2 separate regions of the Drosophila melanogaster genome follow, and region 1 is linked to region 2. A link is a contact called in public Hi-C data. All regions are on one chromosome and are shown on one strand. The core of a region is the stretch at or near the end of the contact, and the rest is flanking DNA. Distances in the headings are between cores, read along the strand shown. Region 1 holds the start of Ssk (Snakeskin). Region 2 holds the start of CG7328.

The links. Hi-C and Micro-C count contacts between places; a contact is called where the count stands out from the background.
Region 1: a contact with region 2 is called in a Hi-C map of the Kc167 cell line, with 2.1 times the contacts expected there. A contact is called at or near these places in 39 of 107 Hi-C or Micro-C datasets (the D17-c3 cell line, the Kc167 cell line, the OSC cell line and 13 more) and 1 of 7 datasets of targeted methods (the Kc167 cell line).

The regions. Positions count from the first base shown.
Region 1 is chr3L:20,186,506-20,193,477 of dm6, reverse strand. It overlaps Ssk (Snakeskin), which reads right to left and starts at 4,956. Exons shown (of 3, transcript NM_168831.3): 1 at 4,716-4,956; 2 at 4,290-4,486; 3 at 3,699-4,158. The coding sequence starts at 4,766. The coding sequence ends at 3,918. It overlaps CG42674, which reads left to right. Exons shown (of 16, transcript NM_140925.6): 2 at 1,179-2,820.
Region 2 is chr3L:20,137,529-20,144,226 of dm6, reverse strand. It overlaps CG7328, which reads left to right and starts at 3,620. Exons shown (of 1, transcript NM_140924.3): 1 at 3,620-5,017. The coding sequence starts at 3,944. The coding sequence ends at 4,864. It overlaps gig (gigas), which reads right to left. Exons shown (of 15, transcript NM_079453.3): 11 at 6,159-6,698; 12 at 5,954-6,097; 13 at 5,678-5,848; 14 at 5,527-5,622; 15 at 5,217-5,462. The coding sequence ends at 5,340.

The sequences.
Region 1 (6,972 bases), core at 3,707-6,206, 48 kb before region 2:
TTCTCCGGGAGCAGCTAGCTCATCCCGTCCACATATGTCAGTCGTTCGAGTGTCAGTCGTAAATTGGAATTGTGTCGAATAGTGGAGATGGACTTCTGATGCCGCTCGCTGCCAGTATCTCCAAGTGTTGGCTTTGTATCTTTGGCTATATGGGCCACGTAGTTACCAGTGCATGTACGGCAAGAATGCACTCAGAGAAAATTATCGAAAGTATTCCAGAAAACTGATCTCGAAGAATATGGAGTACTATATTATATGCATATCTTGATAATTCTAAATGTTCCATTCCAAGTTTCTGAATATAAATCTTCTGCTGTAAGATGGAAGCCCATTTGCTCAATGATTTGTTTGGAGTATGTAAGATCAATTAAATATTGTCATATTATAACGAATTGGAACGAGTGCTTACGATATTCAATCGAATATTGATTTGTGACGAGAACGAAGCATTATTACATAGAACTCGTACAAGTAGAGTGAAGTTTCACTTGTGCGATATCCACTGTACGAGATAATGGCTCCTCCAACTCAAACTGATACTAACCCATACAAACGCTTGATATATGCCAGCATTTTCGCTCTTTTTTTTGCCGTATTGGGTCGTGTTTATCAATGTAACGATTCGCAGCCATCCTATGGCGATGATAAATGGACAGAATGCACTTGTCCAGCGCTTTCGATTTGGTACCCTGCCCTTTTCCGATACTGCTGGGGTCACTGTCATTTCGAATGGGGAAAATGTCAGAGTCGATTGATCGCAGACCAGTCAAATACTTTCAGTTTTATGGACTGCATGACAGATGGGAAATGTGTTTTGCGAACTTTAAGATACCAATCTGTGCAGAATGAAAATATTATATTTTCCAAATCGATTGTCAGAAATTAGTAACATTAGTAAAATGTAGAGCCACATTAGTCTGAGCTTCTCTTCTTTATTCTCTCGTAAAACACAAGTGTTGAAATAAGTGTTGGACACAGATTTTCGTGTTATTAGGAAATCCAATTTGGAAATCCAATATTATCCAATATTAGGAAATCCAACCGCAGGTTGCCAAAGTAGTGAGTTTAGGCGTACTGATAGCAAGCCGAATAATAGCAATAAAAACCAATCGGCTACGAGTTAGTCGATTTTTAATCAGTCTATTAATGCCTGTGTTTACTCTTTCCATTTTTTGCAGGGGTTTAAAGTCCGTTGGCCTGGGAATGTATTCCAGCAAGGAGACAAAGAGCGCGGCAAAAGCGCTAAAAAAGACGAAAAAAGTTAACAAAAAGCAGCAGGAATCGTTGTCAAATGGTAACAAAGTGAAATCAACGCCGAATGCCAAGAATATCCAACCGAATAATAACAACAAACAAACCAACTTCAACAACAATAATAGCAGTAACAATAACAACAACAACAACAACAACAACAACAACAACAACAACAACAACAACAACAACAACAACAATAATAGCAGTATAGTGTCCAATAACAATAGCAAGAATAATACGTTGCCAATTAACGTGGCCCAGAAAACCAAACAACACTTTGAGGCGGAAAAGAGGATCCAGAGTATATCAATGGGCGCCACCACATTGCCGGGCTACGAAAATGTGCCCAAAATGGAGCGATCCAATAGCTTCTTACGCACCAAGCTGAATAAACTGATTAACCACCTGACGGGCAGCAAGGAGAATCTGTCGAGGACCGACAGCGATGGGGACTCCAGCCGCACACCGTACATATTCACCCGAAGTCGTTCGATGATCCAGATGAGACGACCGAATCGCCGCAGTTTCATCGAGCCCCAGCTGGAGCAACTGAGCGAGGAGACGGAGAAATCGGGGGATCTCACCTCACCGACATCGCCGCGGAAGACATCGGTGGCCGATCTGCAGGCCAGTTCGCCGGTGCTCCTGCGAAGGAGTGAGCTCAGCTCATCGGTGAGGACTCCAAAACGTCGACAATCCGCACAGCCCTTCACGTCGACTCCTTTGGAGGAGGTGCAGTCGCCGGCCCAACGGAAGGGCTCACTGATGTCGCTCAATCAAACGGAACCCGCCAATCCCCAGCTTAATTTCCAAAAGAGACGATCCAACACGCTGATTGCCTCCTTCAAGAGCACCTTCAGTGGATTCACTGGCAGTGGGAGCGGAGCCGAGAAAAAGGAGAAGATGAATCCCAAATGGAGTGCCTCGTTGCAATCCCTGCAGGCTATCGATAATATGGTTAGCTACGCCAACATGTCCTTCATCGACTACGACAAGTTCAATGGCTACGAGAAGCAACTGGAGCGCCAGCAATCGCTGATGAGTCTGGCGGAACAGCCGGTGACCATCGCCACCCAGCTGCCGCTGCCGCCTTCGGCGCTGGCCCACTCGCATTCGCCCTCTCCGCTGGGCGACAACTCGCGCACCTCCGTCCACCTTGGCTCATCTATGGATGAGTCGGTCAGGACGGTGGTGATGCGCCGCAGGAGGAGCAAGACCTCGTTGGAGGGCAGAAGCAAGACCTCGCTGGAGGGTAGGAGCAGCATGGCCAGCCTGAACAGTGCCTTCAATTTGGACACCGCCTACGAGCACAATCTGGACCGCGTACATAATGTCTATCGAGAGAGCTTGGACTCGCGAACCCTGGATCTGCTGAATCAGCGCACGCGGAACTCCTTCATCCATGATCAGGCGGTGCTCTTCGATGCCCTCAATCTGGAGGACGGCTCGGTGGACCTGCGGTGCCTCTTCCGTATGACGGGCGTTTGGAGGAGCAGAAGCATGCGGCAGCAGCAGCAGCAGCGGGAACGGGATGCAGTGGACGGGCGGGGGAAGCCAGGAAAACAGGTGAGTTGAGCTCAGCTCTTGTTAATTTATACGCAAGATTTGATCTTATTGAAAGATTTTAAAAAAGATGATCATATTCAAATATTATAAGTTCTTCAGTTGCAAAGTTAAGGGTGACTAACCTTTTTTTTTTATTTATTTATACACCATATGCATTTACGTAATGTGTGTAGTTTTGACTGTACCGTTTAATCTTTGACTCATTGCCATAAAGACTTCTGCGTATAGCTGACCGATAAATATAGGGCTTTATTCCGATTTATCAATGCTTCGTTGAACGCTTTCGATTTGCACCGGAAGTTGCAGTTTCATGGTTCCAGAGGAGGTTCGTCTTGAAGCGTCATCGATTTGGTTGAACAACTCATGAACTCTGTTCTCAGCAAAGAAATGAGTGATATATACCAAATTCTGCGAATCGTCTGACATTTTTCCTGTGTGCATCAGTTCCTAAACAATTAGTTTAGTTTTCCATCAAGTTCTTTAAAAGAATATTAGGTTCTTGGAGAGCAATAGGTTCTCTAGTACTAGTACTAAAAACAAATGAAATATCTCACCAATTACAATATATCAGTATCAGATCGCTTGGAATATGAAATTTCGATTGGGTGTTAGTTTAAAGTCGAAAAGTTTAGTCAACAAATCTAAGTTGTCGTTTTTTGACAAAAATTAGCAAAATGCTTACGTATGATGTATGATATATATAAATAATCTTTCATTAATTGCAATGATATCAGAAAAAAAGAAACTGAGCAACACGATCAATGGGTTCTGATGGTAATTAGTTGATTTAGGTTACAATTGATACTTACTAGTAAGTGGCATTCCATTGCATCCCCTTAATTAGTTCCCAAATGCACAAAAACTTTTATCCGTGGCGTGGTCTTAACTATTTGTATTTGCCAATTTAAGGATGTTAAACGTGAATGAAAATTGTAAACAGTTAGTGTATAGTACAGCGACAATTGACCCTTACGAACGTATAGTTGATAATTGATTGCGGATAATAACTAATTTGCACTTAAATCGATCTATGTATAAAGACAAATGTGGATGGTGTTTATTCGGCGGCTGCGATTGGTATCCCCACTATTCAGTTTCTACTGCGTGTAGTCGGTGTCGCCCTTCGAATAGTGTATGCAAGCCAACACGGTGTCCAGCAGGTACAGTGCGCCCTCGATAACGCACAGCGAGCCCATGGCAATGCCCACTTGACGCTCCGAGTTCACATACAGGAATCCCTCGTCGGACATGTAACCCTTCCAGTAGTGGAGTGCCACTCCGCCCACGGCGATCCACATGATGCAGCCAACCACGTTCATGATGGTGTCGCACAGCTCTCTGAAAAACGGAAAGCCATTGAAAACAAACAGTTGTGAGTTGAGAGTGTGGAATTAAGGGCGGAAAATACAAGAAAAGGAATAAGATGCGGGTCAAAGTTCAGCTATAATCAATATCGGCATTCAACATACCCCTTATGTTTGGTTGTGCCGAAGGCAAAGGCAATGGTGTGGCATCCAGTGTAAATCAAGAATCCAACCATGACGCCTGAGGCTACGATTTCCGCATCGGCGCTCTTCTCCTCGTTTAAGTTCCACGTGCCGCCGATGCCCAGGAATTCGCCACCATCGCCCCAACGGTACAAGAAGATGATCACCAGATTGATGATCTGCGAAAAAGGAGCGCACAGGAGAGCAATTAAATGAGGTCACAATTGGGAATGGGAATGAATGAATCACTTCTTGGCCACGCCTCGCCTTGCCGTACAACTCGGCGTATGAGTAACATTGCTAATACGCCAGGACTGATAAAACGCGCGCTTATCTATCAGCCGAGTTATTGCGACCACAAACAGGCTATTGCTCAATAGGAAGGGACCAAAGAAGCCCAAAACTTACCAGCTTCAGGGCCTTGATGAAAATAGAGCCTACAGTCTCCACGGACACCATTTCGCACTAGATATGCTGATTGCTCTTATCGCTGAGCTGGAATTTGGGCAAATGCTTTAGTTCACAGAGGGGTTTCTCCCAGTCAAGGGGCACTCACAATCTTTTCTGTAATTTTCACGCGGAAACTACAGCGAAATGATTCGTTTTCGTATCGTTGTCGTTCGTCGACTAAACTGAAAAATATCACTGAAAGGCAACCAACCAACCTGTCGCGCCCAGTTCGTCGTGTCGCCAAGAATTTGTAGCTTTTGCAATCAGAGCATACACGGTCAGCGATAAGATAAGATAGGGCTCACGATAACAGGTGCCGTTCGAAATGGGTTACTAATTCGTTGACGGTTCAACATGTTCAGGCTCCGAAGCCCAATGAAACCCAGATGCGCATGCGCCAGCCCCACCCGCGTATCTTATCAAAACGGCCTTATCGCAGCTCTGTCGCCTTACATCGCGATATATCAGGTGCTCCGATTTGCCGCTTTCCACAGCATTGTTACACATTATTCATGGCGGCCACAAAGCCACAAAACGGGGAAACATACCCGCGGCTCTGAGAGACCGGAAACAATTATTCTTGCGTCATCGATGTATTTCTGAAATACTTTCGTGGTGACCCATTCCCATTCCCACTGATAAAGCTCCCGGTGGTGCATCCCTCGAACAGATTAAAAATTCACTGACCTTGTCACGATTCCGATGATCGATAGCCCAGTGGATTCCAGCTACTGATTAAAAAGTCTCAGACACACAAAAAGTCACTGGAACCTAATCTGCATTTCAATTATCACAACCCTAGCACAATAATCGTGGCTGTAGGTGGCCCATGTTCGAGATTTCGAATCAATTGGAAGAGCACAATGCAAAATGATAGGAGCAATTGGGGAGCAAAAAAGCAACTTGCGGTTGATGTGGGGTTCCTCGATTTACATATTGCCTATTTATCACAGTAAAATGGTGTATAAAAATACAACTCTTGGATGAATGGTGCGTTTTAAGAACACTGTGTAACATGAAAAGCAAACAATTTTCAGGTCACGAAGAAAAGAAAGAACTTAGTTAGAAATAGTTACAGTCCCTTGTTTCTAAATTCAATGTTTAAAAACTAATTGAAAATGGATGCATATGGTTTTTGGACAAATGAATAATTGCATAAGTTTGGAGGGCGTGGGAAATTAACTATACTGCACATTTGGCACCTCGTGCCCTGTGTTTTGTATTTAAGGCCGACATTAAAATGTGCTTGTATAAATCATAAGTTCAGAACATGGAACAAACATGAGATCACACCTCATCAAGGGTTTTTTTTATGACCCGCATTGAGTAGCAAGTATACACACTGATATTCATGAGTACTATATATAAACAAGTATTATTTACGCTGTGCCGAGGGTATTATTGGATTTCATTTCAGAAAATTTAATTTTAGCATACAACTAACTTTCCAACCTAAGCTTTTCAAAATAAATATGTTGTTTTAGCGGAAATTGTCTCTTTTGTATACAAGTTTTTAAAATGTGATTAAACGTGCTTGAATGCCTTAAGAATAGTATTTGCTTAGGGAAAACAAGTAATTGAATAAGATTTATTTAATTAAAGGTAATAAAATTAAATTTGAGCAAGGTACATGGATACTGATTTATTTACATAGATCTGCTTTCCATTTTAAATGCAAGTTGTCTGATGCCTGGATAAGCAAAGGAATATCTTCCCAAATCAAGGCCAAAGGTTGTCGAGTTCTTTGTTTTCGTTCCCCCATTGCGAATGCCGCTCAGCACCGCGGATTCTTCCCCACTTCTCAAATCCCCATGTGGAGTCCCAGAAAGCAAGCGACGTTAAATTTGGAATTTGTCTCCTCTGCATTTGGTTTGTTGCGATGAATCATCAAGCATTCAGAGAGGTGGGGAAAAATCGGCGTCAGAACAACAAAAACCGGCATGCAACTTACACCAACACAAGTGCAGTTCTCGTGTGGTGGCCTCTCTTAATTAAGTAAGAAGAGAATAAAGAGCGAATCGCCTCGTAGCTATCAGCTTTCGTGTGCCTTCAAGCGTCACGATATTAAAGTGATTGAGATGTATTCAATGGATAGCACACATAAATAAACGATGTATGTATGCTTCAGTACTTGTAGAGCGAACCGAAACGAAATCAATATGTATAGATTGGACATATATATTATATATATAATTATAATATATATATATAATTC
Region 2 (6,698 bases), core at 2,371-4,870:
TCGAGTGCGTACTTTATTAAATTTATGGTGGGCTGCCAGGAAAAGTTGTGGCGTCTCGGAAAATCCTCTGTGGCTTTCTTTTCATCTCGATACGGTGACAGACAATTATAATTGTATTTAATTCCCTTGATTGATGCTTTGTGGGCTTTTCACGGAGACGCACTTTCCAGCCAGCCGAAAAGTAAAGACTCTGACAAACCAGATCGAAAATCAACGTCAGCAAGGTGTGTGGATGGCCTCCCCTGTCACGGGAGAAAATAAACATTATTTATGGCATTCATTGATAAATATAATTTATTTCTCTAATTTGCACCATGGGAATTTCCTATATGCCACCAATTCGGCGCTTTTATAGCATCCTACATCCTCCCAGAAGCAGTGAGGTGACATCGGTTGAATTATTGAATTAAATTTGTGGCCCATAAATACGAGTTATTAAATTTGCGTGCTCCATTTTAATCTGCTTATCCACATGTACTAGTTTAATGCTTCAAATTGAATATTAATGTAATAGGCTTTAAGATAATGGGAGCTTTAGCTTTTGCTTTACTTTAAGTAGGAATCCCTTTACTGCATTTTAAAACTATTAGCAGCACTCAAAACTCCACCTTGGGAAAAGTACCTTGGGAAAAGTACGACTCACCGAGCACCTTTATGAGTTTCCTTCGTTGGAAAACTCCAATCCATTGACGGCATTTTCCGAGTGCATTAAACACTCAAGAAATGAGTTATGAATTCTGACTTGGAACGTGAGAAAAAGTCTGGGACACAATTCAATTTAATTTTGTTGCTCCCCAGAGCGCGCACTAAAAACATTCGTCACGGGTAAAGGTCCGCACCTCGGTGGAATATCATCCAAGGACATATATTTTTATTGGCAACGAGGAGGAAAGGATTGGGACTTGGCCCGACCAACGGTGCGAATGGTTTTATTTATGCGTTGTGTGTGCATTCTGATGTTCTTGATACGCTGAGCCAATCAGATGGAATGGCCTATATAAATCAGAGCCCTTTCTATAAAATATAAAATGATAAAATATGAAATAGGTGCTTTTTCATAAAGGTTATATAATCATTCCGTAGTAATAAGGTCATCCTAGTTATCCTGCGCTTTTTTTATGCTTTGATTAAATCAAGATAATAAAATCAACTGGTGTTTGGGATGAGAGGGTCAAATGCTTAGCTCCGCAGTTAACAAGTAGGAAAAACAGACCTGAGGTCCCTGCAGCGACAAAAAAAAACAAGTATTCACGCGTTGATAGAAAACACCTGTACAGATGGCGTCCTCAACCATGCAACGCACATATACAAGATATACGGAGCCCCTGGCAAACTTTCACTCTTTCGGGCGGTTCGGGGATTGGGATTAGGATTCTCCGGAGTGCGATTACCACCGGCTGGTCTGTGCTAACAGTTGCTTTGGGCCCTTGGAGCTGGTGAGTCCTGCGCCACTGCCACTTGCCATTCAATGGAAAATGTTGAGTTCGGTAACTAAGACCAGCACGCACTCGATAATCCCCCAATCGTGCAACAGTGGGCCCTGCCCAGCAAAACCAAACTTCGAATTCCTTTAAATATCTCCTGTGCAGATTAAAATATTTAATTTAATTTGGAAAACCAATAGGAAATAGATCAAAGCTATCACGCAGCATTTCCTTACTCAATACTTATTCAGTATTTTCTGATTTTCTTTAATTCAACTTTTATGAAAATAGAATATCAGTAACTAGAATATCAAGTAACAAATAAGTTCCATATATATAGTTTTAAGTATTTAAAAAGCATAATCCAAAGTTAAAAGCCTAATAAGTCACGTCTTTCTTGTTAACAGATCACTTTGCCATCGATTGTAAATAATCTATAATAACAGCCCGAAAATGCTGAATGAAAAATTCACTCGGAAATGAGTTCTTTTTCTCGGGAATGTAATTAAGGCATCATCAGGCATTTTCATCAGTTCGTTGTCCGCCGACAAGGTGTGGGAGTGACTACGGTGGGGGCGGGGTAATTAAAATGGCAAAAATAAATACCTATTAAGAACGTTTACACTGATTGACACTTTAAGGCAATTTCCGGCCATAATTCCGTGCCGCAAAATGGTACTGCCAAGAAGGTGTTTACCCCGCGGCCAAAGGGCCCAGTCAAATGTTAAGCTATCGATTTGTGGCATCAACCGAGCCGTCGTCGGCTTGGAGAAGGGTAGTGTATTTAGGCCAGGCCCGACACGCTTTACATTAATTTGAAAATTTGGCTGTGTCCGCTTTAAGCCGGCCTCCACGCCACAGAAGGCACTTCAAAATAGGGGTAAGATGGGCGTAACATGGCGTGCTGAGTAACTTAAGTTATGAAAATTACTTTCTCCTTTAATTTAAAGTTGCTTTGCATATTTGTACTTACCATGCTGCCTTACCTCATTTTACACGGTGCGTATGAGCAATATTTAAGTATGATTAAGTAGTTTATAGCACTTGATTTCCACGAGAGAGAAGGCTAGTACCTTGAATTTAGGTTGGCATCTGGTTGACGATAGGCGAGTGATATTTGTTAAATATGCTCTTTAAGTAATTTCCGACCATGCAAAGCCAGTTTTTGAAACTCAACACGTGATTTCGAAAGAGGTCAGCTGTGGCTTACCTAGATTTGTAAACGAAATTAAATGTTCATTTATTTCGTAGCCACTGGCCTGGCAGTCACACAGTCATGAGCCATCAATCCTCCCTTCTGGGTGACAGGCTTTTCCGCTGACTGAGCTGAACTTACTGTGCAAGTTGACGAAGCTGCCACATGTGTCTGCTGTGCTCTGTATGTGCCTAGTCGGGACATTTGCTGTGGCATCCTTTAATTTGTGCCCCGTCATGTTGCACGGTGTAAGTCTGCGGCATGACTAAGTTTCGCTGGAATGGGTCTAAAACATCCTGGGTAAATTATTATAATACCTATGGTAAACTGCGCCGCCACTGAACTCCTATTGTGATATCCTTCTAATTGGAAAAGTTGTCGCACACCTAAAATTAGTTTCGTTTTTAATTGGTTTTGTATTGACAAGAATTTAATTAGGCTGTCAAAATATTAATTTCTTAAAATTAAATTCAAATTTTATTTAGATTATCTATTAAATACAATACAACAATGTAAAGCCTACGTTTAATATTTGAGTCAATTAGGTTGCTAAATTTTGAGTAAGTTTCTTACATTGTTGCATAAAACATTAAACAATATTATAATATTTTCGCTCATCGGTCACACTGTCTATGACCAAAGAGCGCGATCAGCGGCTGAATCTGATTAATACTGTTCTATCTCGATAAAGTTAACCACATTCATTAGAAGTTCCTGGGACTAAAGATTAACATCTTCACATATAATCAGCTGTTTAAAATCATATTTATAACTATATAATCTGTATTAGCAATACCCGTTCTTTATTGATAAAACAATTTCCTTAAAATTTCACATTGAAAACCAGTTCAATATATTAAATGAGGTCGAATATTTTATTCACTCTTGCCGTATTATCGAGTGTTCACTGTTTGGAGCGACCGCTTAATTAGATTCTCTCTGTACATACGTACATGCATATGTACATATGTGCGATAAGAAAAGTTAAAAACAAAAACAGCTGTAAAACTCGATCGACAAATAAAGTGCAAAGCAGGTGAAAATCGAATTTTTGATTAGATTGAGCTGAAAAACTAGAACAAAATAGCCGGCACCCAAAATCATTGGCTATAGCGGAGCTCCAAAGTTAATATTAATAATTTTAAGTTAAGCAAGGAAATGACAGATTTTCAGTAAAAAAATAATTTAGAATATATGAAATATTGATTATACTTACTTTACATGTAGAAAGTACCAACATCGAAACACTAACTTTAACACCAGAACGACCTCATTAATGAATAGAAAGTAAATAATTTTTGAGTGAACAAAATACCAGATTAAGATGACCCAAGTGAAATCTGTACTTTGCGTGGGTTGCACGGTGATTGACTTCGTGACCATCAATGGGAGCTATCCTATGGAGGACACCGATCGGCGATGCCTGGATGGGTTCTGGCAACGTGGCGGAAACGCCTCTAATGTGAGTACTGTGCTCCGGGTTCTTGGATGCAAGGTGGACTTCTTTGGAATGCTCAGCAGGTCGGATGGATTCCGAGTGCTTCTCGACGATCTCTCGAAGCGGGAAATCGGCACGAATGACTGTCCCTTCACGGACAGGGATCCGCCATTCTCCTCTGTGATCCTGGCTCAGGATTCCGGCACCCGCACCATTATCCACTGCAATAAGGACTACCCGCAGACCACCTATGAGGACTTCAGCAAGATAAACCTTTCGCAGTATGGATGGGTACACTTCGAGGCTCGCAACACGCCGCACACCTTAAAGATGATGCAAAGCATCCGGGAGTACAACCAAAGGACCGGACAAGGCATCATTATCTCGTTGGACTTCGAAACGAGGTATGAACAAAACCAGGAATTGTGTGCGCCCTGCGATTTTGTGGTCTTCTCCAAGGAGCTGGCTGGTCAGTTGGGTTGGAAGACACCGCGGCAGTCGTGCGAGGAGTTGGCCTCCAAAATTCCCGAAGGTGGTCCAAAGCCTGTCTTCATTTGTCCCTGGGGAAGCGCCGGAGCTGGAGCTATGGATGCTAATGGAAACTACTATGAAATGTCGTCCTATAAACAGGACAAGGTAGTTGACACGCTGGGAGCCGGGGACAGTTTCATGGCGGGATTCATCTACGCCACCCTCAAGGCTCGTCGAAGTCTAGCGGAGGCTGTTGACTTTGCCAACCGAGTTGCCAGTCACAAAATCACTGGATTCGGCTACGAACACATTTCCCAGCTTAGCTTAACCAAGTAAATATTGGTTTAATTCTAGCTTAGATTAAGTCACATTGAAGGAATTTATTAAGATAAAAGCCTGGCAACAAAAATAGCAAATTGCATTAAATATTATATTGATTGTTAAACAGAATAAACTAATACGTGCATCACGCTCAATTATGAATGCTTTAAAACATATGTAAAACATTTTTTGATTTATATGATTAAATGATGACATCTCTCGAAATAGTTAAAAAATCCTTTACCCAAAAATGCAATCGGATTGGAAATGAACAGCGCTTATGTATTCTCACAAATTTTATAAACTTGTCAAATTCATTATTGTATATTATAATTATTTTCGTGATCATTGATTAGGCAAGGAGTTTCTTTTGTTGGTCTGGAGAGACTTTATATTGAAATCGTAAATCAAGAGATATCATGGCAGGATGCGTCTATAGGTCCTCTGCTCTTTTTTAATAGTTGTCCAGTTGGGAGCCTCTCGTTGTTGTCTATGTGTATTTAATGAAGTCACCTCGCTGGTCGTCCATATCCGAACCAATGGCTGAGGCGTTGATTCCGATGCCGCTCGAGGCGCTTCCGGATTTTTGCTGGCTGTTTAGGCCCTCAATTAGCTGGTTTTGAGGTGTTAATCGGTTAATCTTTATCAACCCCTTTAAAATCACAAATATATCTTACCTTCGATCGCAGGCGCTTTAGTTTGCGCAATCGTTCTAGCCAATTCGATGCGTACGGATGCTTTTTCTGCACACTTTGGTAGACTAGCGACGCGAGCTGTAATTGATTGGAATTAATGAAAATCGCAGTTAGCAATAGATCCTATGCTTACATTGGCGTGCAGCGCCATCTGTCGGGCCAAAAGAGGAGCACTGCGATCGGACACTATCCGGTATTCTGCGTGGCACACGAATTTCGAAATCTCCGATCGCGCCTTCACATACACCCTGTTCGAGTTCAGGTCAAGTGGCTCAACGATCACGCAGGCGTAGTTGAATTGGCCCTGAAAGATTATTAAATGGAATTAAGTCTGGCTTAGTTCAATTAAAAAAGAAACTAGAGTTAGGATTCAAACTAATCATGTATGGATTGGACTTGTAAAACCTACGGATATTGTGTTTAGATTGTACTCCTCGCCGCTTTCGTTGTAGATGATCTTCACAAAGTCATTGCCAATGTGGCTCTTCTTCTCGTTGCAGTTGGGATCATCCTGCAGATTGGTGGGCATCAGCGTAGCGACATGGAACGTAACCTACAAGGGAAAATACATTGGACATACGCGCTTTGTAAGTCAGTTGGGGATAATCATTCACCTGCAGTATGTCATCCTTCCAGATATAGGCAAACTTGCCATCTGCTCCGTTTCTATCTAGCATTATAAATAGATTGTTCTGCTCAGCTTCCTTCAGACTGACCAGGGTGCCGATGTTACGCAGGAACTCCACATACCTGGCACTTCCGTGCGAATTGCGCAAGATCTCCACCTCGTTGTTGCACTGCCCTTGGCCCACGTACAGCACGCCGATCTTGTGCGTCTCGAACGGTGGGACTAAATCGATAAGGGAGACAGCGCTGCTGTTTTCCGGACCCACCTTTAGAGGCTCATCCGTAACTCCCAGCTGGCCAGTGGTGTACAGTTGCATGAAAATAAAGCTCGGGTTCATGCACAGCTTGGTGTTGATGGGCGGCTTTGCGGCTCCGAAATTCCGGAAACTGCTGGCCGGCGGCGGACGCGTATTTCCGTTATTCACTTCACGCACCACCGAAATGGTTTTCGAACGACCTCGCATCATGTCTCCGTTTCCATTGTTGCCGTTGTCGTAATCGGAGGTTATCACTCCAACATTGGTGCC